7 separate regions of the Mus musculus genome follow, and all the other regions are linked to region 7. A link is a contact called in public Hi-C, HiCAR-type, HiChIP or PLAC-seq and promoter capture Hi-C data. All regions are on one chromosome and are shown on one strand. Each heading gives the region's core, a stretch centred on a gene start, on an enhancer-like site or on the middle of the called end of the contact. The rest is flanking DNA. Distances are from core to core; before and after follow the strand shown. Region 1 holds the start of Zc3h11a (zinc finger CCCH type containing 11A). Region 2 holds the start of Snrpe (small nuclear ribonucleoprotein E). Region 3 overlaps Gpr37l1 (G protein-coupled receptor 37-like 1). Region 4 holds the start of Shisa4 (shisa family member 4). Region 5 holds the start of Rnpep (arginyl aminopeptidase (aminopeptidase B)). Region 6 holds the start of Timm17a (translocase of inner mitochondrial membrane 17a). Region 7 holds the start of Adipor1 (adiponectin receptor 1).

Region 1 (2,700 bases), core at 3-2,502, 750 kb before region 7:
CCGGCCAGCTAAATCAGATTCCACATACTAGGCATTAGCAGTAAGCGCTAGCTGTGCCCTTTCTGTTCTGATATTTTGAAAACTATAGGTGGCTGAAGAAAAATTAACTGGAAATAAAATTTCAAAACAAGGTAACAAGCTATATTCTTCATTTACGGTTTCTATCAAGAGTTCATATTTTTAGACTGAAGCAACATTACATACAACCTGTAAATAACTCATAAATTGACATTCTATGAGCAGCCAAACTAAAATAAGCTTTAAACCACTTCCATTCCTTTTCCGTGGGCCCCCTCCCCTCCCCTCAATACCAACACGTTTACCCTACGAAAGCATGGCTACCACTAGCTGCACAGCCGCCTTCTCTGGGTTCAGAACCAAAGCCTGGTAGATGTCAACAAAACGAGCCTTCCCCATGGGGATCCGCACCGATTATGGGCGTCTAAGGGGTGTTCTTCGTACGATCTCACCAATCCTACAAGAACGAAGAGTCCCTGTAGCTCTTGACTTCGAGGATGAAGGCTTGGGCGGGAGAGTAATCAGGGTAGGGAATGGGAATAGGATACCAGAATTCGACTCTGTATGTGGAATATTAGAAAACCTCCAAAGTAGTGGGACCCTAGAGAGGAAGGCGAGGAGGTAAAGTCGGGTCCAGGCACTTGATCTGATCTCGGGAGGGAGGGCCAGCTAACTAAAGAAACTGATTCCCGGAAGAGAGCAACCTAGTGTCAGTTCCCCCTCCGGGGGTCCGAAACAGTCGCTTTTCCGGGGCTACCCGGGAATCCCGGTTCGGGAACACCGGATGTGGGGGGAGGGGGAAGAGGTTGGTAAGTAAGGGAGCAGGCGCCGTGGGGGTGGGGCGGAGCGGGTGGGGGCAGGGAGGGTGGGAAAGTGAGCTGAAGTCTGCCTAGGAGCCCAGCAGGCCGGGGCCGCCGGCGGGAGTCCGGGTAGCTGCCGTGCTGATGGGCCCGGTTCAGACTTCCCGGGCTAGGCCGAAAGTCGGGCGAGGGGAGGCCGCTGCCACTCCCCTCGCCCTCTTCTCCCTCCCAGGCCCCAAGTCACCCGGGAATCAAAAAATGGGTCTAGTTACCAGAGAACAGAAACTTTACCGAACCGATGACAATGTCTCCGACTCCCGCGTGCTGCCACGTCTTTCTCTTTTCTTAGCTGCGGTCGCCCGCCGTCCTCACAGCAGCCGAACAAGCAGAAACCCAGGACTGCCAGCGTCAAAGATGGCGCCCGGCTACAGGCTCGCCTTTAAGGCTGGGCCAGTGAAAGTGCCAGCACGACGCAAAGCGCAGGCATTCTGGGAGTTGTAGTTTCCTCTATGAGGCCAGCCTTAAAATGGCTTCTTGGGTCATAGGGTCACGTGTCACGGAGGCACGGGGACCGGAATTTCTTTCTGTGGACCCGGATGCCTATCAGAAAATTATTCTTCACGAAAGTTTTGTTTTGTTGTAAAATCAAGGAGAGAAGCAAGAAACCTGTCTACCAGATACCAAACATTCAATTTATGTTAACCAGAGTGTGTATAATGAGCCTTCCAAACCTGATAGACATTTAATTAAAAATTAGCTCCGAACTAACTGACCTGTTGTGGCAGCACTTAAGAAGCAGAGGCAAGCAAGTCTCTGTGAGTTTGAGAACACCCAGATCTATATAGTGAGTTCCAAAACAGCCAGGACTATTTAGAGAGTCCTGTATCACAAAACAAAACAAAAACAAAAACAAAAACAAAAACAAAAACTACTTTTCTCTTGCAAAGTTGAAGGACTTCCATAGCAGAAGTTCTGCTCTGGATGCTTTCCTTTACTTAATCACATTTATCTGTTTGTTTGTTTTGGCTTTTGAGACAGATATACTATGAACTCCTAACCTGGAACTTGCTCTGTAGACCAGGCTAGCCTCCAATCTTTAGCAATTCTTCCTCTCCTTGAGTGCTAGTGCCACAGGCATCTGCTACCATGCCTGGCTAGTTTTGTCTGTCTTTCTTTCTTTCTTTCTTTCTTCCTTTCTTTCTTTCTTTCTTTCTTTCTTTCTTTCTTTCTTTCTCTCCTTCCTTCCTTCTTTCTTTCTCTCCTTCCTTCTTTCTTTCTTTTTTTCTTTCTTTCTTTTTTAAGGTTTATTTATTTTATATGAGTACACTGAAGCTGTCTTCAGACACACCAGAAGAGGGCATCAGATCCTATTACAGATGGTTGTGAGCCACCATGTGGTTGCTGGGAATTGAACTCAGGACCTCTGGAAGAGCAGTCAGTGCTCTTAACCACTGAGCCTTCTCTCCAGCCCATTTGTTTGTTTTCTTAAAACAACGTGTGTTAGAAAAATAATCCATGTTTGATAAGAAAGTTACAAGATCGTGCAGTATGTAAAGCACTTTCCATGTATGCCTCAATTCCATCCCCAAAACCCATAAAGTTGTCCTCTGACATTTAAAAGTATACTGTGACAGGAACACCCATCAGACAACAATCTTTTTTTTGTTTTGTTTTTGTTTTTGTTTTCTTCAAGACAGGGTTTCTCTGTGTGGCCCTGGCTGTCCTGGAAGTCACTTTGTAGACCAGGTTGGCCTTGAATTCAGAAATCTGCCTGCCTCTGCCTCCTGAATGCTGGGATTAAAGGCGTGTGCCATCACTGCCCGGCGACAACAATCACTTTTAAAAAATGAAAATAAAATTGTAAGTTCAATCGCCAAGTTGG
Region 2 (2,700 bases), core at 198-2,697, 810 kb before region 7:
ACTGGCCATCTTCTGAGATGTCTTTTTTAATAACAACTTGAGGAAAAATAGCCTGGGTACTCACAATAATACAACCTTCTATCCGCATATTCACTTGTTCATACAGCCACACCTGAATTCGAGATCTCTGAAATAAAAATAATGACTTTAGAAATGTAAACAAATCCCACTCCATTACTTTGTTTCCACAATAAACGACTTATCTTAAAAATTCCAATAAATATAAGCCAAAAACTAGAACTAGTTAGTCTTCATCTAAGAGCTAGCAACACTGGTTAACCTGCTGAGAAACATTTAATAAGTGCTCGGGCAGGCCTGTCCAAACTAATTTTCCTACTCTGAAAATTTATTTTTGCTTCTGGCATGAATACACTTACAGTTAGAACTGTTCACAGGATAGTACAAAGCGAATCTGGCGATTAAAAATTACAATGGCTTAAAACGATTTTTCATCTGTGTTGTAACACTCTAAAATAAACATCGCTAAAATCTCCTCAAAGAAGAGCATTTGCCACTCGCTTCTCTGTATATAACGCCCCCACTCCCCCAAACCCCGCTTTGGTGTCTTTTCTCCATTCTAAGTCCAACTATGGAAAAAGCACTATGCAACTGTCACTGCTAAATCCGATGACAAATCGTTCTTACAGAGTAATTTTAATAGTAAATATAATTACATTGTTCTTACAGAATAATGGTAACTGTGTGCATCCTTAAGTCAGCACGGACATATTAATAATTAGCGCTTTCCCTGTGACCTTATCCTCAACTCTGGTTCTCCCCCCCCCCCAATTTTTTAGTCTAAGCACTAGAAACAGAGAATTTGTTACAAAGAGTCAAACAGGCCCAACTTTCATTTCAGTAACAGTAAGGAAACAACTTACGTACATTTTGCAAGTATCTGAAGATAAGGTTCTGCAGCACGGCGATCAAGGAAAAGAACTACACAAACAGCGGAGCCTCCGCTCCCAACCGCGCCGGACTCTCCAGCGCCCCAAGGTCCGGCCGGGCTACATCCGCAAGCACAAACGACCGCCGGGAGCATGCGCTCCCTCCCCACCGCCCTCGTTTCTCCAACCTTCCCGATGGCCCACATCCTCCTCTCCTCCTCGGTATCCCCCGCTTTCATCGCGGATCGCCAGCCTGGCCGGGTCCACCCGGAGCCCGCCTTCCGCCTCCCGCCTCCCGCCGCCCTTCAACTCCGCGCGCTTTCCTGCCTCCCCGTTCGCCCCAGGGCCTCACGGGAAGCGGCCCGCAGCGGGCTGCCCGGCTCCCCGCCCACGCTCACGGCGCCTACGGCCCCCAAAGCCCCGAGTTCACGCAGCGTAGGATACGATGGGCTGCACCATCACCTTCTGCACCTTTTGGCCCTGGCCGCGGTACGCCATGGTGGAAGTCACAAAGACCACACGAGTAGGAAGGCCGCCTCGGAAAGCGACTTCCGGAAGCAAGACCCGGAAACGGAAGTGCAGTGGTCGTCGGCGACGCGGGCCGGTCCTGGGGAACGCCTCTCTAGGCCAGGAGCCGCTTTTTCTCTATGCTGATAGACTCCGCCGGCGGCCTTCCGACTCAACCGCTCTTTGAAGTCGAGGTCGGTCCTACAGCGCCACCTGGAGGTAGGCTGAGAGGCTTGCCTCTGCCTAGGTGCTCTTCTGAGAGCTGCTCTGGAATTTAGAGGCGGCATCTTGTCCAGAACCATCTGCAGACTCCCCTTATTTGTTTTGGGCCCCAGAGCTAGTCTAGATGGTCATGCCCGAAGCAGTGGTGGAGTTGTGGCTTGTTCAATAACAGATTCAACCCTCATCACCTTTATGCAGAGTTAACTGTTGCAGTGGCAACTGAAGATGGCAATCTAACTAGCTTGGAGGTATTGAAATCGGCTTGTTGGACTCAGATCTCTCTCAGTTGTGTGACCGGTGATAATTAAGTCATTAGGCCTCAGCATCTCCGTCCCGCAAGGGGACAGGAGGTGAAGATTCAGGGAGGTAGTAGTGCACAGGTGCTCCTAGAACACATCTGTAATCTCAGCTTGTGGAAGGCGCAAGGTGAGTATGACCTTAAGCTAAGTAGTACGTTCCAGATCTAAGCTACATGAGGCCTTGTTTCAAAACAAAACAACCTACATGGTATACAACCTGATAAACTTAAGGTAAGTTAGAAATGTAAGTTAAAAAAAAATGCATTTAATGCAGATACCTTGGGCCCAGGGGAGATGATTCGGTAGGTGGGACATGAGGTCTGTCAACCAGCACCTACACAAAATTACATGCCTGTAATTCCAGAGACAGGAAGGAGGGTGCCTGGGCTGGATGGCCAACTAGTCTAACTTAATCGCCAAGTCCTAGGTTCAATGAGAGACCCTGTCTCAGAAGGTAGGGTGAAGAGTGACTCAGAAGGACACTTGATGACATCCTTTGGCCTCCACATGCACACAGAAAATTGTTGAAAATGTATATGCCTAGTCTACTCAATGCCATCGCTTAGCAACACAACATAGCAGCCTTTCTTGAAGCTGCAGCTGCCCCCCACCTCACCAGAAAGTACCTAGAGCTGCTTACCAGGGAAATGATCAAAATTTAAAATGCAAAGTCTGATTTTTTTTTTTTTACAGAATTCATATTGCTTTCACACCATCTTTAGGATGAAGAATTGTAAGTCAGGAGCTATCTGGATGTGTGTGTGTGTGTGTGTGTGTGTGTGTGT
Region 3 (2,700 bases), core at 171-2,670, 740 kb after region 7:
TCTACCCCTGGGCTCCAGCTCCAGCATATGATGCATCTGGCCTCATTTAATGACCATAGGCCTCTGTGAAGGAGAGATCGTTCCGGTTTCCAGAGTGAGAAGCTGAGACTGAGGTTGAAGCAGGTATACTCAGGGCCCAGGGTGACGGGTGGAGCCGAGACAGAACAAAGATAACCCGTGGGGAATGTCAGGGGATGCCTCTCCCCTGGCATCGGGCTCCGAGGACTGTGGATGTCATCATCTTTTTCCTGAGCATCCCAGCTCAAAGCCACTGCCCACCCTTGAGCAACAACCCCTCCCCCTGAAGCCTGGGACCCCTGAACAACAAATCCCACATTGTTCCTTGGCTGGCTCAGGCTGGAGGGATAGTGGCTCTTTCCCAAGACTGGCTGGACTGCTGACTAGCTTTGCAAGCCATTCACGTTGGCAGGCTTGGAAGGTGGCAACGGGGTAGGGTCTAAGAGCCACCATCTCCCGCCTCCCCCCTCCCATTCCCCTTCAGCTCTGGGCCAGCCAGCAGGCAAGAGGGAGGTCCAGAGTGTGCCCTTTGTGGAAGAGGCTACCAAACAGGATGCAGAACCCACCCCCACCCCACCCCACCCCCTAGCCTTCCACTCTCAATCCTCTCCCTGCCCCTGACTTCACCTCAGTTCACCCGGCCAGTTAGGAGCTATTGGTGTGTGCAGGGCTGGGGTAGAGGGAAGATAGAAGAAAGCATATGCTGGCTGGTTCTGTTCAGAGACATGGGCCCACCTTTGCCCCCTCTCCAACTACCCACACACTCAAAGTTCCTAAACACAAAGCCGGAGAGTTCGGTCACTGTAGCAACAGGTCTGCCGAGAAATGGGTGGGTGTCATTTTCCAGCACAAAGGGTGCACATGGCAGCTCCATCACTTAGCAACAGACTCCCTCTCTTGGCCAGCATCGCTGGCCCTGGGGGGTGGGTGCCAGGGAGTGAGAACAAGGCTGTTCAGATTCCGAGTGGGGGGGGGGGAGGGCAGGGAGGCTTGGCCACTGGGCAGGCCACGGCCCAGGAGTATGGGTGAATGAGCAAAGCAAAGAATGGAGTCAGGTGCCCATGACCCTGCACCCTTAAGGACCTGTGCTAGCAGAGGTTCTAGATTGGACTGATGTGCAAGAGTCTTTGTGGGACCCAGAGCTCCAGATAAAGGTGCTTCTGAGAAAGCTGGGCCATTCGGGAAGGAATGTTGGTGGCCGGGGCTGAGATTCGTTTCTGGCTGATAGCCCAGCAGAGAGAAGGGGTCTTTGGAAGTGCCTGGGGGGGAAGAACCGGAGCAAATGACTCCAAGGGCAGGAACCAGTGGGAGAAGCTACTGGATCGACCTACTGGGACCTACTATAGAACGCTGCTAGGAAGGGTGATATGGTGGGGGTGGTGGGGGAAGGCAGCTGGGCCATCTCAGAGGCAAACAGTCCATTCTAAGAAGCTGAACAAGAGCCACTGTTTGAGTGAGGGGGGGCTGAGAAGCTGTGTGGCTCACGAAAGGAAGGCCTCTGGATTTCCTCAAATGGGGGCTTTGTGGAGAGGGTGGACGAAGGCGGGGAGCTCCAGAGACCAGTGGGCTGACTTCTCAGGGGCATCTGGGTTTAGCTGTGGATAAAGGTTTAGTGCCCGGTTCCCCGAAGCCTCCCCTCCTCTCTGTCCCTTAAAAGCTATAACATCCTTAGGACCCTTCCCCCAAGGCAGAATAACTGCAAGCCCAGGCTAAGGGGACTGCCCCACCCCAGAAAAGGCTCCACTACATGTCTAAACACCATCATCCATTGGCAAGGAAGTTCTGTGGGCACAGGGTTGTGGTACCTACTTTATTGTTTTTTCCAGAATGGCCTTCTACAGAAAAGCACCTAACGGGAACAATGCAACTGAGAACCTCTGAGAACGGAAGACAGAGTGAGAGAATGCTCTGGGGAAAAGGGAAAACACATGCAGGGCTAAGACAGACCCACTTTAGAAAGTGGAGACCAGGGCTTGGTTAGGTTAGCCCCCTAGAAGTCCCTAGTCCAGTATAGGAGGCTAGGTAGGAGTAGAAATGATGTTGGAGCTCACCAGCACACAATCCATCATGATGGACAGGCTCAGCCAATAGTCAGATCCTAAGACCAAAGGGAGAATAGGCAAAAGGCCAAGCCCTGGCTCTAGGGTGGCCAGATTGAGATTCTGGGCAACTCTAATGACCTAGACAGATCTCCATCTACAAGGAGGTGGAGATCTGGCAGGCCCCTCGGAGGATAAGAACAGCATTGTTTGTAGATGGAGCTTTGAAAAGCCCAGACTTTGACAAGATGAGCCAAGTCCATCTCTAAACAGCAAGATGAGAGAGGGGTCAAAGTGAGACCGTGTCAAAGAATCAGCAGACCATCATGGACCGGGATGGCACCCCTCCCCCGCCGGCTCTGCACCTGCTCCCGATCCCCCATAGACTCAGCAAGGGGTGCCCAGGGGCAGGAGTGGGGGCGACTCCCTGGGCTTGTGGAAGTAGATAGAAGAGGACACTTCCGCCTTCAGCTTGCTGTCCGCGCTGACTGTGGCTGAGGAGTCTGAGGCCCCGCCGCACTCCTCGCAGCAGCAGCAGCAGCAGCAATCCAGAAAGGCCTGGCCCAGTGGCCTGCAGATGCACAGGAGGAGCACAGGGGTGATGGCGCCCTTAAAGAAGGTGGAGAACTGGTTGATGAGGCCC
Region 4 (2,700 bases), core at 17-2,516, 960 kb after region 7:
TTCTTTTCTTTTCTTTTCTTTTCTTTTCTTTTCTTTTCTTTTCTTTTCTTTTCTTATTTGTTTGTTTATTTATTTATTTATTTATTTATTTGGTGGTGTTATCGTTTTTGAGATAGTCTCACTTTGTAGCCCAGGCTGGTCTGGAACTCTTTAGTGATGATCTTCCCGCCTCAGCCTTCTGAGTGCTGGGATTACAGGTGCGAGCCACCAGGCCGGGCTAGCAACTTCCATATTATTTTAAAAGGTAGCGGTACTCTATAGAGGGCAAGCGCCTTAGCTGGATCACAGTGCACCAGCCTGGAAACAAAACCCAAGTCTTCCTGCCCTCTCACCAGAGCGTCTACCAAGGCACTCTGCTGTTTGAATGTTAGTGTTAACTCAGCACACTCCCTCCCAGGACCTGTCAGGATCCAGAAAGCCCCTGGAAACAGCCCAGGCAAGCCCATGGTAACTAACACCAACCACCCAGCTCTGTCACCATTTGGAGTCCTGGTGACTCCTGCAGTTAAGAATGTGGAGGTGGGCACTGGAGCCAGCAGGAGGCCTCCGGAGAGGGGGTGGAGTGGGAGTCCGCAGCCCACCTGAAGGCCAGGCAGTGTTTCTGCTGTCTCTCGGTGATGAGTAAGGTCAGGTCCCTGCAGCAGTACCGCTGGTAGCAGGTCCCGCAGCAGAAGGTGAAGAACTCGCAGTCAAATCCCGGATGCCAGGAGCCATTCCGGTCCAGATACCACAAGCAGTCCTCACTCGCCAGCGCTGCGGGCAGGGGTGGAGGTGCCCAGTGGACACCAGTCCAATTCAGTTCTAGCCACCCTCAATCTCACTGCCTTGACAAGCTGAAAGCTCACTTTTGTTTCTACCCTAAGCTAGAAGTCCTAGAAGCCCCTTTCTCCCTGAAGCTGAACCCCGCGCCTGGGGGTCAGGTTCCCGCTGCCTGACCTCTCAGCGCCCTTTCTTTCCTGCTCCGGGAACAACCGCAAGCATCTGGGGGGCATGGACACCCGGAAGATAGCCTCTGAGGACATGGCTGGTCCCTTTCACCTCTCCCTGATCTCGCCCCACCCCACCCATCTCGTGTCGCTCTCCATCCCTTACCCAGAGGAGCCCCAAGCACCAGCAGGACGACGGCTGCGAGCGGCGCGGTCCCGCGGGGCCCCGCGGGCGGCATGGCGAGAGGGGGCTGGGCGCGGCCAGGACGGCCTGGAAAAGGGGCCGCAGGACAAAGCTGGACGAAGCCGGCCGGCGGGAGCTGCAGCACCGCCCAGCCCGCGGCCAGGCTCTGGCTCCTCTCCCGCCTTCTTGGGGCGGGACTAACGCCCCGCCTGCAGTAACCCTGCCAGGGCCCCGCCCAGGGGTCTGCCCACCAGCGACGCCCACCCAGCCTCAGCACCGGCCTGGTACCCCTCACCCCAAGACACAGCCCTGCTCTCTCTGTCCACAACAGTGTGGTGACTCCTTTAGTCTGAGCCCTTAAGGGCACAGCCAACAGCTGGTCACTGCGGTCAGGGAGGCCTGGCAGTACCCTGTGCCCGCCTCTCTCCTGAGACCAATCATTATCCCAGACCCCAGAAACACTGATCCTGGTGCCACCTCCTAATGAACAGCTCATGGGCCAACTCTGGAGGGGCAGGGCCGCACCTTCCCTTGTGTGGGACCTCCTCTGCTCTGGTGTCCAGTCTTGGACGTCCTGCAGGGGGAGGATGGGGCAGCGTCACCCTGCCCCCATTCCTAGAAACAGGCATCCATTGAGAGGAAGTTCAGAGAAGCTTTGTCCCCATCGGTGCCCACAGGGCCTGGGCCCTGGCAGCTGCACTGGCTCCTGAGATGGCCCCTTCTCCCTCTGAATGGACAGCTCCAACTATAGCCTCACTCCTCACCGGTAGGGGTGGCCGCCGCCACTTGAGACACAGCCAGTTAAACACTTTACAGTGGAAACTCTTTTTCTTCATGGAGCAAGCCTGCAAAAAATACTACATAAGCTATCAGGGTCAACAGTTAGTTACAGGTGGAAAGTCTCAAAGAAGAAAGTCAATGTACCTTTACCAACTCGTGTGGAGTTGATGCAGGACTCAGCGTCAGAGCCTGGGGCTCCAACGAGCCAGGTTTAGACAATTACCCTCAATAGACAATTAAAATAACCAAATTAATAGTGAAATGTATTCAATATGGCCACACTGGAAAGAGGGTCATGGAGATCTAGTGATTCCTTTCCATGCCCTAGTCCTGTGGGTCTCAGCCTTCCTACTGTGGCAACCCTTTGACACAGTTCCTCAAACTGTGGTGACTCCCAACCATAATATTATTTTCATTGCTACTTCATAATTGTAATTTTGCTACTGTTATGAATGTAATGTAAATATCTGTTTTCTGATGGTCTTGGGCAACCCTTGTGTGAAAGGGTGCTTCTAACCCCAAGAGGGGTCTCGGCACAAAGATCCTAGTCCATCTCAAGTAAGGGCAAAGCTTAAATAGAGAGTAAGATATTTGACTAAGTGGTCCAGGCAAGATGTGATTCCCCTGCCCATTACTGCCTTGGCTCCTAGTTGCTCCTGCAAGGTTACTGACAAACTGTAAAGTCTTTCACCAGGAGATATGTGCCTTTTCTGTATGCCCCTGGGCCTTCACCAATTCCTCACCCAGCGGAAAGTTCCTGGGGTCCATTTCTTGGAGTCCATTCTTTCAATACTCTGACAGCTAAAGAGG
Region 5 (2,700 bases), core at 155-2,654, 870 kb after region 7:
AAACCATGGTGCTTTCAGTTTCCCAACAAGTTCTATCGCAAGGCTCGCTTATTCCTCCAATCAAAGGAGGAAGTCAAGTGCTCTTTGGGTCAGTAAAGGGGAACTGTTAGCTGGATAAGCAAGCTCCAATAGTCTGCCAACAGCTTTGGTGAACCTTGTAACCCAGCCTAAGGCTGTCACTCTTACAAATGTCCGCTATGAATAGTTACCTAAACTTCCAATATTCATCCAACTCTGAAAACCTTAAGACTTAAGAGCCAACCGTTATTGAGAAGGCTGAATTATTATAAAGTCTAGAGTACTCTAATTACACATTCCCATTTTTGCTCGGATTCTTTTAAGTCAATAGCAGGATTTCAAAGGAGGAAGTAAAAATGCTTCTCGGGCTGTTTTAACCTGTGCAACCAAAAGGGCTTGCTAGCACATGAAAGGACCCTGTCAGCATCCAGCTAATTAACCAACACTGTCCAGGCTCCAGCAAGGAGAATTATAAAACAAAACAAAAAGCAAAGTTTGCGAAGCAAGTTTCTCATCCTGAAAAGACAGAGGCTAGCGGACAAGTCGGTCCAGCACGTGTGTGTCAGAGGTGAGGCAGGGCAATCTAAGGCAAATAATCCCGACAGAGACCAGGAAGGCAGGAAGGAAGGACGGGTAGGAGGAACAAAGCACCGGCTGGAGAGGTTCGAGCCCAGGAATGGGGAGCACGGGGCAGGAATCCAAAGCCGGCTTCTGGGGAAGAGAGTAGGGGCACGGGGATCTCCCGCGGAAGCTGCGGAAGCAGAGCCAGATTTCCTGCTCTCCATCTCTGGGCTGCTTAGGAGCAGCAGGCTGGCCAAGGGGGCTGAGAGAGGCCGGTGGCCCGGGCGCCCCGCGCGCACTCACCCCGGGTCCCTCCCCGACGCGGTAGGTGAGCTCCAGCTCGAAGCGATCGGCGGCACCGCAGGGCTGCCGGAAGGCCACGCACAGGGCCTGGCCATAGTGCGAGAAGGGCTGTGTGTGGAAAGGCACGGGCTCTGCCGGCGCCTGCTGGTCTCCCGGCTGTCCCCGTCGCAGCGTCGCCGCCGTCACCTCCAAGCAGCTGTGCGAGTCGAGCCGCAGCTCCGAGGCGCCCTCGGGAAGCAAACAACGCAGCTCCAGCGTCGCCGTGCCGCTCAATCCGCGGCTTCCCGGACCCGGGCCCGGAGGCCCGAACTCGGCCCGCAGGTCCAGGTGCAGGTGCAGGATCTCGAAGGCGCGGAAGCTGGAGGCCGAGGCCACGTCCACGGCTTGGGCCGAGTGCAGTGGCCGCCGGGCGGCCGCGCTGTAGTTGCCTGGTCCGCCGCTCTCCATGGCTCCTGAGCGGTTGCTCACCCGCCAGGAAGGTCGGTCGCTCCTCGGGTCTTGGCAGGCTCCGCCTCGAGGCGACGCGCCACCATGCGCCCCGCCCTCCGAGGAATTCGGGCGGCCACAGCCCCTAACCCCCTGGGGCTGTCCCCTCCCTTGTGGCACACAACCCCTCTTCCTGCTTCACACAGGTTCCTGTGCTACCCTGAGACCGAAGTAGGTGGTGTGGTGGGTCACCCTAGTTCCAGGTCACCCTTGAGGATTCCCCATCTTCTAAGCAGTCTGCAAGATGCAGGGGACCAGAACCTGGATTGAAAGGCTCTGGGTTTGAAATTTCACTCACTCTCTCCACTAGGCCAGTCATTAGGACATGTGTGACATCTTGAATGAATTGTAAAACAGGAGTTGTAATGCTGTTCTTCCGTCAAGGAAGATGTCTAGCGTGCTTAGTAAATAGCCACACACACACACACACACACACACACACACACACACACACACAAACCCCCGCAACCCCAGGCACACAGATCTTTAACGCTTTTGTGTCAGGACCAGAGACGTTTTGTGGTTGTTATATATCTATATGTTCCCACTCAACTTAAATTTAGTTGTTTCTATTTTTAATTTTTTCTTTTGAAAAAATATGGATGGGTGTTCTGCCCGCACGTATGCCTAGTGCCTGCAGATAGAGTCGGACCCCCTGGAACTGGAGTTACAGACCTTGTAAGTTGTCATTGGATGCTGGGAACCAAACCAGGTCCTCTACAAGAGCAGCCAAGGACTCTCAACCGCTGGGCCATCTCTCTACCCTCAAGTTAGATTTTTAAATGAGTTCATTAAGACTAGTTAAACTCCCTAGCTATTGAAATCATGCAACTTTAAAAAAAATTATTGTGTTACTATGTAGCCCAAGGTAGTCTCAAAATAGCCATCCTACATCAGCTTGAGGAGTTATGGGATTACACCCTTCCTAGATAATATTTGTTTATCAATGCTGGAGATCAAATGTAGGGCCTTAAGTACCCTAAACAAGCACTCTGCCTTTGAGCTACACCCTCATCCCTGCACGCATGGAAATGCTTAGTCGCCCATTGCATGTTCTTTGTATTTTCCTTGTGTGGCTCAGTTTGAGCTGGACACAGCGCTACATTTTGTTTCTCTTCTGTGACAGTGCCTTGCAGAGGCAACAAATGAAGAGATTAAGTGTAGCCATTTCCTAGGGATTGAAACTTTTCAGTCTTTTTTTTTTTTTTTTTTTTTTTTTTTTTGGTTTGTGGAGACAGGGTTTCTCTGTATAGCCCTGGCTGTCCTGGAACTCACTTTGTAGACCAGGCTGGCCTGGAACTCAGAAATTTGCCTGCCTCTGCCTCCCGAGTG
Region 6 (2,700 bases), core at 155-2,654, 900 kb after region 7:
CCACTCTATTTATAGATCCTAAAGCACTCCGAGAAAGCAACAAAGAAGTATTATGACAATGATTAAACCATCTACTGTTTCAGACAGCGCTGGCCTCAGAACACACCAAGAAAAAAAAGGAATGTCCAGTAACTTATCAAACATCAAGACATGGCCTTGCTATGTATCCTGGGCTAGCCTAGAACCTAAGTGCTGAGATTACCAGCATGCACAGTGCACTCTGATGAAAATATGTCTGACACAAGGTCTAACCCCAGCTGCCCTAGAACTTGCTATGGAGCCCAGGCTGTCCTTAAACTTGCTGGCTCTCCTGCTTCTACCTCATGAGGCCTGTGCCACCTGACCTGGGGAAAACTCAAATGTATCAAAATTACCCCTCCTGCTAATCTGTGTCATTATACGGCATCTAGTACCAATTTATACAGTCCAGCTAAACCCTGCATATCCAACCCCAACACATGGAGATAACCTCCTCTGAGGACAGAAGGCTGAAGCATACTTTTGGGAGTGCCACCAAATAATAATTTAAAATCCTGGGCAGACACACTATTTGAGGATAATACCCTGACGCTCATTACAAACAAAAACCCAGAATACCAAGATCTATTAGCTTGTGACACCTGAGGCTTTATTCAAACAACTGTTGAGACTCGACAGCTATTACATTAATTTACTGCAAACAGCTATGCCTGATTTACTCTTGTTTACACCTTGAGCCAAGCATACAGCCCTTACTTAATAAACACTTAATGAATTTATGTCTATTCATGGCTTTTCAGAGAACACACGCAGCTCATCTCTTCCTATTTTCCACATACTGATATATCTTTTTTCTTCGGGAATTCCACATAGGAAAGGCCGCTTCAGCCTACAAGGAGCTCATCCAGCCCCCTTGGATGTTGGGTGAAATTTGTGGTCTACTCATTTGAAATGCTTCATCGTGGGGACACTTAGTCCTCATAGGCATAAGGCCTCGGGTATGGCACTCGGAGATCTACATTCCCTTCGTCGAGGCAGAAACTGAGCAGAGCGAGGCTTAGGGACGTGTTCAAGGTCGCCTCAGCAGGCAGAAGGGATCATTATTGTCCCCGCACAAAGTCGACAGCACCTGCCATAGGGAGGAGGTTCCAAAGCTCCACCAAGCCCAGCACCGGACCTCCTCCCAATGCACCACAAGGTCACAGGGGTGCTGGGGTCCTGGCACACTGCGCTAAAAAGCCACCTTTGTCACGCTCATCCACACTACCCACAGCTGCCCAGATCTCGGCGCCGAGCCGCGCGGAGCTCCGCTTGCACCTCAGACTCCGACCACGGCGGATGGAGGAGGTAATTAAGGGACAAGGGCGGCGGCGGCAACTCACCACGGCTCTCTCGCGTATTCCTCCATCTTGGCTCCAACCCGCGCGAGAGTCTACGGCACGCTGGGCGGAAATTGATCCCCGCGACGGAAGTGATCCCAGGCGGAGGCGTGCTACTGGACGGGGATTGGAGCATCTCTTCCTGCCGCAGCCAATGGCAATCGGACTCCTTGTAGACCCGGAGCGTGGAGGCTCCCCGGCCAGGGCGTGGAGGTTCGGGGGTTCGGAGTACTGAGTGACAGAGTTCAGATCAGCCCCGTGGCCTGGGATAAACATTGATTGCCCTTTTTTTCGAGACAGAGTTTCTCTGCCCTGGAACTCGCTTATGTAGCCCAGTCTGGCTTCAAACTCAGATCAGCCAGCCTGTGCCTCCCGAGTGCTGGATTAAAGGTGTGTGTCACCACTATCCAGCCGCTATTTTTTAAAAAGTGCTTTTGCTGTCAGGTATTTATTAATAGTGCTACTTAATTTGCCGTGAACAGTGAATCTTTAATAAATATATGTAGCTCTTTTAGAGCAGATCTATATAGTCATAATGTCTGGAATGTAATAGATAACTTTTAAAATAAAGATTATTTTTATTAATTGATGTATGTACGGGATCTGGTGGGTGCATGGAGGTCTAAGGAGAGTCTACAGAACTGGAATTGTCAGGGCTGACAGCGAGTACTTTACCCACTGAGCCAATTTAGCAGCCCGAAAATAAGTGTTCATCTTATAGAGACAATTGGACCATTTCAGGAGCCATGGCCAATTTGAGACCATTGATTTTGGGGGTCGTTGGTGCCAGATCCTCTTCCATGCCTCCCCACAAAGGATAACCCAGAAAGCATGAGATATGTTTAGCCCAGAGAAAAGAGACTGAAAATAGGGCTATAGTCATACTTAAGTTGGTAAGTCAGATCCCCAGCATCATACACACACACACACACACACACACACACACACACACACACACACACACGGTTATGGTGGCACATATTGAAGTTCAGTGTTATATCCTCAGTTGCATTTAGAGTTCAAAGCCATCCTGAGATACTCCAGACTTCCCTTGTTAAAGAAGAAAAAGCTAAAAGTATGAAGTTTCACCAGCCTTATCAGGAAAACACAGTCACTGCCAGCTATAAAGGGAGTTCTTGTTCCATTCCACCTTAAAACAACAACAACGCCGGGCGTGGTGGCGGACGCCTTTATTCCCAGCACTTGGGAGGCAGAGGCAGGCAAATTTCTGAGTTCGAGGCCAGCCTGGTCTACAGAGTGAGTTCCAGGACAGCCAAGGCTACACAGAGAAACCCTGTCTCAAAAAAAAAAACAACAACAACAACAAAACAAAGCTAGATAT
Region 7 (2,700 bases), core at 183-2,682:
AAATAAAGTTTCCAGATTTTGTTTTGTACAGCAGGTAATTTATTATTATTATTTTTATTAAAATATAGGTTTCTAGTCAACTGTTTTTTTTAAAGATTTATTTATTTATTTTATGTATATGAGTATACCATTGCTCTCTTCAGACACACCAGAAGAGGGCATTAGATCCAATTAAGATGGTTATGAGCCACCATGTGGGTGGCTGGGAATTGAACTCTGGACCTCTGGAAGAACAGTGGGTGTTCTTAACTGCTGAGCCATCTCTCCAGCCCCAGGTAATATATTAACAATAGCTAGTTGTTATGAAACTCTATCCATTTGCCAGGCATCATGCAGACACTGCCTTAGTCCTGACAGACCTGAAAGTAGCACCTGAAATGTCCTTAGTCCTGACAGACCTGAAAGTAGCATCATTTCCCTTCGTTTTCAAGGTTAAGTAGTGATTTGGAAGGACTCAGTAATGTGTAAAGATCGGCTGGCTTGGGAAGGAAACTGGATCTACAAGAACCCAGAGTCTATGCTTTTAACCAGAACAAAGTTGACTTCACTCTCCTGGGGCATCCATCTAGCATTTGGTCACCTTTTCTTGCATTTAGAGCAGTAACAGCTGTGCATCGTTTTTTGGAGTATAAGAAAATGAACACTCCCAAAATACTATATTGTGTGGTTCAGTTCCGGCAGAGAAGCACACTATATTGTCTTCTAAGATGTGCCCTCTGGGTCACATGGGAACATGGACTGGCACAGAAAATTGTCAAGCTAGGCTTGTTTGAAATAACTTCTCCCTTTCTGATAAATAACAGGAACCAAAAGTTAAATCAGTTGAGTGAATAGATTCATGGTAGTCGTTCCATACATAGCATACCAGAAGAAGAGAGGGAGGGATTTGGAAAATGGATATAGAAATAGTTTCGGAGCTGTATGGTAGCCCACATTTGAAATCCTAGCATTTGAAAGGCTGAGATAGGATGGCCTCGAGTACAAGGCTCACCTGGGTTGCACAATTAAACCCTTTCTCAAACAAAAATAAAAGTGTGGGTTGGCGTTGTTTAATCCTGCCACTAGGGAGGCGAATCTACAGGGCGAATTCGGGACAGCCAGGGCTACACGGAGAATCCGTGTCTTGGAAAAAGGGGGGAAAAAGTGTTTCTGTACTAGAGATATAGTGGCTTGCCTAGAGGTACAATTCCCAGTACTAAGAGAAGGAAAAAAAAAGTGTTTCGGAGCTGAAAAGCGAGGCCGTGGGGTGGGAAACTAAGATTGCCTTCCCAGCTCCCTACTCCCAGCTCCCTACTCCCCTACACGCGCCCGTCGTAGGCCGGGAGAAGAGGCTTTTGCAGTCCGCCAGTGTAGGGCCAAGCTGGGACAGCCAGAGCCAGCGATTGGTCAGATCAGGGGCGGGGCGGGGCGAGCCTGAGCGCGCCCTGATGATTGGCACGCGCAGGAATGCCTGGATCGGAGCGGGTGAGGTAGCGCCGGGAAGGTGACGCGGCTGCGGAGGTGACGCCGTGCGGTCGCGCGGCCCTTCCGGCGCGGGCAGGGCGCTGAGGATCGGGCGCCCCTCGGCCGCAGGCCGCCTCCAGTGCCGCGGGATGTAGCGCCCGGGCCCGCGGCCCCCAGCAGAGGCAGCCAGCCAGGCCGTAAGTGTCCCGGGGGTGGGCGGGGCGCGGGCCCTGCAGGCTCTGGAGGGGACAGCACGGGAGTGGCCCGCCCCTGGATCGTCGCTCACCGCCCGGCCCTCCGAAAGGTCCTCCGTAAACATTTCCGGCCCCTCCCACCGCGCACCGCCTCCGTTCGGGGGGCTGCTCGCCGCCGTCGGGGCCCGGCAGTCCGCGAGTGCTGTCTCCGCAGCCGCGCGGTAGACGGCCGCGTTCCAGCCCTGCTGGCGACCCCCGGAGTTGAGCCTGCGAGTTGGGTGCGGGAACACCGGCCCTGGGTGGCCGGGAACCCTAAGGCCACCACCGCGATCCGCAGGTCAAACGTGACGGGGCTCCCTCCTGGATAGGGTCGGTCGGGAAGTTGATGGAGACTCGACAGGCCTAAGGTACTACTCAACTAGAATGTAAACAAGATGCCGAAGTGTTGGGAAGGGCCAGATTTCATCTCAGAAATCTAGGGTTGATGGATGCTGGTTTGTTTGAGAATTTGAGTCTCGCACTTGCTTTTAAGAAAATAAAGTGGCTCGCCGTCAGTTTCTGGCGGTTCGTAGTTGAAGAAGCTGGACAAATTTCAGTTTACATAGTTTCAGATGTCAGCGGAGCACTAAGAGACCATGGGATCTTCTATAATAATAATCTGATTATTTCCCTCGGGTCTTTAGCAGACAGACCAGAAAACCCAGCAGTTAAGTTGTGTGGTAAATCAAACGAAGATGGCAATAGGTGGTTCTTTGCAGAACCAAAGCCATGTTGGGATGTGCTCACTGCTTTTTTTTTTTTTCCTTTTGATAATGCAGGGCAGGCTGTGATGGTGCAGTCGCAGTTCCTGAGAGTTTATAGCATCAGTCCACTGCCAGGAACTCAGTCAGATAGGATGGCGCTAAGTGGATTGCAATGTCAGGGTTCCCGGCCTGCAGCCACTGCATTTCTTTATTACAGAAGTAGTTTTTGTGTCCATTTTTTGTGAAAGGTCTTTGAGAAGTCAGTCTTCAAAAGCTGGTGTTATTAGTGAAGTATTAGACATTGGTGTGGGCCTTCAAAC

Evidence for each region. Promoter capture Hi-C pulls out the DNA fragments that hold promoters and counts their contacts. Hi-C and Micro-C count contacts between places; a contact is called where the count stands out from the background. HiCAR-type assays count read pairs that join an accessible place to other places. HiChIP or PLAC-seq counts read pairs in DNA pulled down with a chosen protein or histone mark.
Region 1: a contact with region 7 is called in a promoter capture Hi-C map of pre-B cells, with 5 times the contacts expected there. The contact joins the promoter of Zc3h11a here to the promoter of Adipor1 in region 7. A contact is called at or near these places in 7 of 39 promoter capture datasets (the 3T3-L1 cell line, the C10 cell line, hippocampal neurons and 3 more), 2 of 484 Hi-C or Micro-C datasets (pre-B cells and regulatory T cells), 1 of 115 datasets of contacts at active chromatin or transcription factors (astrocytes) and 1 of 9 other capture datasets (liver).
Region 2: a Hi-C map of CD8 T cells shows a contact between it and region 7, with 2.9 times the contacts expected there. The contact joins the promoter of Snrpe here to the promoter of Adipor1 in region 7. A contact is called at or near these places in 6 of 39 promoter capture datasets (the 3T3-L1 cell line, fetal liver, hippocampal neurons and 2 more) and 1 of 484 Hi-C or Micro-C datasets (CD8 T cells).
Region 3: a HiCAR-type map of astrocytes shows a contact between it and region 7, with 3 times the contacts expected there. The contact joins the enhancer-like site here to the promoter of Adipor1 in region 7. A contact is called at or near these places in 2 of 39 promoter capture datasets (the SN4741 cell line and liver), 1 of 115 datasets of contacts at active chromatin or transcription factors (astrocytes) and 1 of 9 other capture datasets (adipose tissue).
Region 4: a promoter capture Hi-C map of liver shows a contact between it and region 7, with 3 times the contacts expected there. The contact joins the promoter of Shisa4 here to the promoter of Adipor1 in region 7. A contact is called at or near these places in 2 of 39 promoter capture datasets (cranial neural crest and liver) and 2 of 115 datasets of contacts at active chromatin or transcription factors (astrocytes and pancreatic cancer cells).
Region 5: an H3K4me3 HiChIP or PLAC-seq map of bone marrow-derived macrophages shows a contact between it and region 7, with 8 times the contacts expected there. The contact joins the promoter of Rnpep here to the promoter of Adipor1 in region 7. A contact is called at or near these places in 2 of 115 datasets of contacts at active chromatin or transcription factors (bone marrow-derived macrophages and embryonic stem cells).
Region 6: a contact with region 7 is called in a promoter capture Hi-C map of liver, with 5 times the contacts expected there. The contact joins the promoter of Timm17a here to the promoter of Adipor1 in region 7. A contact is called at or near these places in 2 of 39 promoter capture datasets (cranial neural crest and liver), 1 of 484 Hi-C or Micro-C datasets (CD4 T cells), 2 of 115 datasets of contacts at active chromatin or transcription factors (bone marrow-derived macrophages and thymic regulatory T cells) and 1 of 9 other capture datasets (pancreatic islet).

Annotation. Positions count from the first base shown.
Region 1 is chr1:133,660,147-133,662,846 of GRCm38.p6, forward strand. It overlaps Zc3h11a (zinc finger CCCH type containing 11A), which reads right to left and starts at 1,253. Exons shown (of 18, transcript NM_001276767.1): 1 at 1,091-1,253. It overlaps Zbed6 (zinc finger, BED type containing 6), which reads right to left and starts at 739. Exons shown (of 1, transcript NM_001166552.1): 1 at 1-739.
Region 2 is chr1:133,608,833-133,611,532 of GRCm38.p6, forward strand. Snrpe (small nuclear ribonucleoprotein E) reads right to left here and starts at 1,448. Exons shown (of 5, transcript NM_009227.3): 1 at 1,332-1,448; 2 at 886-912; 3 at 65-127. The coding sequence starts at 1,385.
Region 3 is chr1:135,158,436-135,161,135 of GRCm38.p6, forward strand. It overlaps Gpr37l1 (G protein-coupled receptor 37-like 1), which reads right to left. Exons shown (of 2, transcript NM_134438.3): 2 at 1,815-2,700. The coding sequence ends at 2,445. Among named protein-coding and RNA genes, the nearest start is that of Gpr37l1, 7.9 kb to the right of the region's middle. Within about 2 kb of position 1,421, at least 41 of the 459 cell types and tissues checked have an H3K27ac peak or open chromatin away from gene starts, as enhancers often do. A contact at or near this core is called in astrocytes, where this site is marked.
Region 4 is chr1:135,373,797-135,376,496 of GRCm38.p6, forward strand. Shisa4 (shisa family member 4) reads right to left here and starts at 1,267. Exons shown (of 5, transcript NM_175259.4): 1 at 1,093-1,267; 2 at 582-753. The coding sequence starts at 1,165.
Region 5 is chr1:135,282,680-135,285,379 of GRCm38.p6, forward strand. It overlaps Rnpep (arginyl aminopeptidase (aminopeptidase B)), which reads right to left and starts at 1,405. Exons shown (of 11, transcript NM_145417.3): 1 at 883-1,405. The coding sequence starts at 1,329.
Region 6 is chr1:135,312,333-135,315,032 of GRCm38.p6, forward strand. It overlaps Timm17a (translocase of inner mitochondrial membrane 17a), which reads right to left and starts at 1,405. Exons shown (of 6, transcript NM_011590.2): 1 at 1,362-1,405. The coding sequence starts at 1,387.
Region 7 is chr1:134,413,946-134,416,645 of GRCm38.p6, forward strand. It overlaps Adipor1 (adiponectin receptor 1), which reads left to right and starts at 1,433. Exons shown (of 8, transcript NM_028320.4): 1 at 1,433-1,640.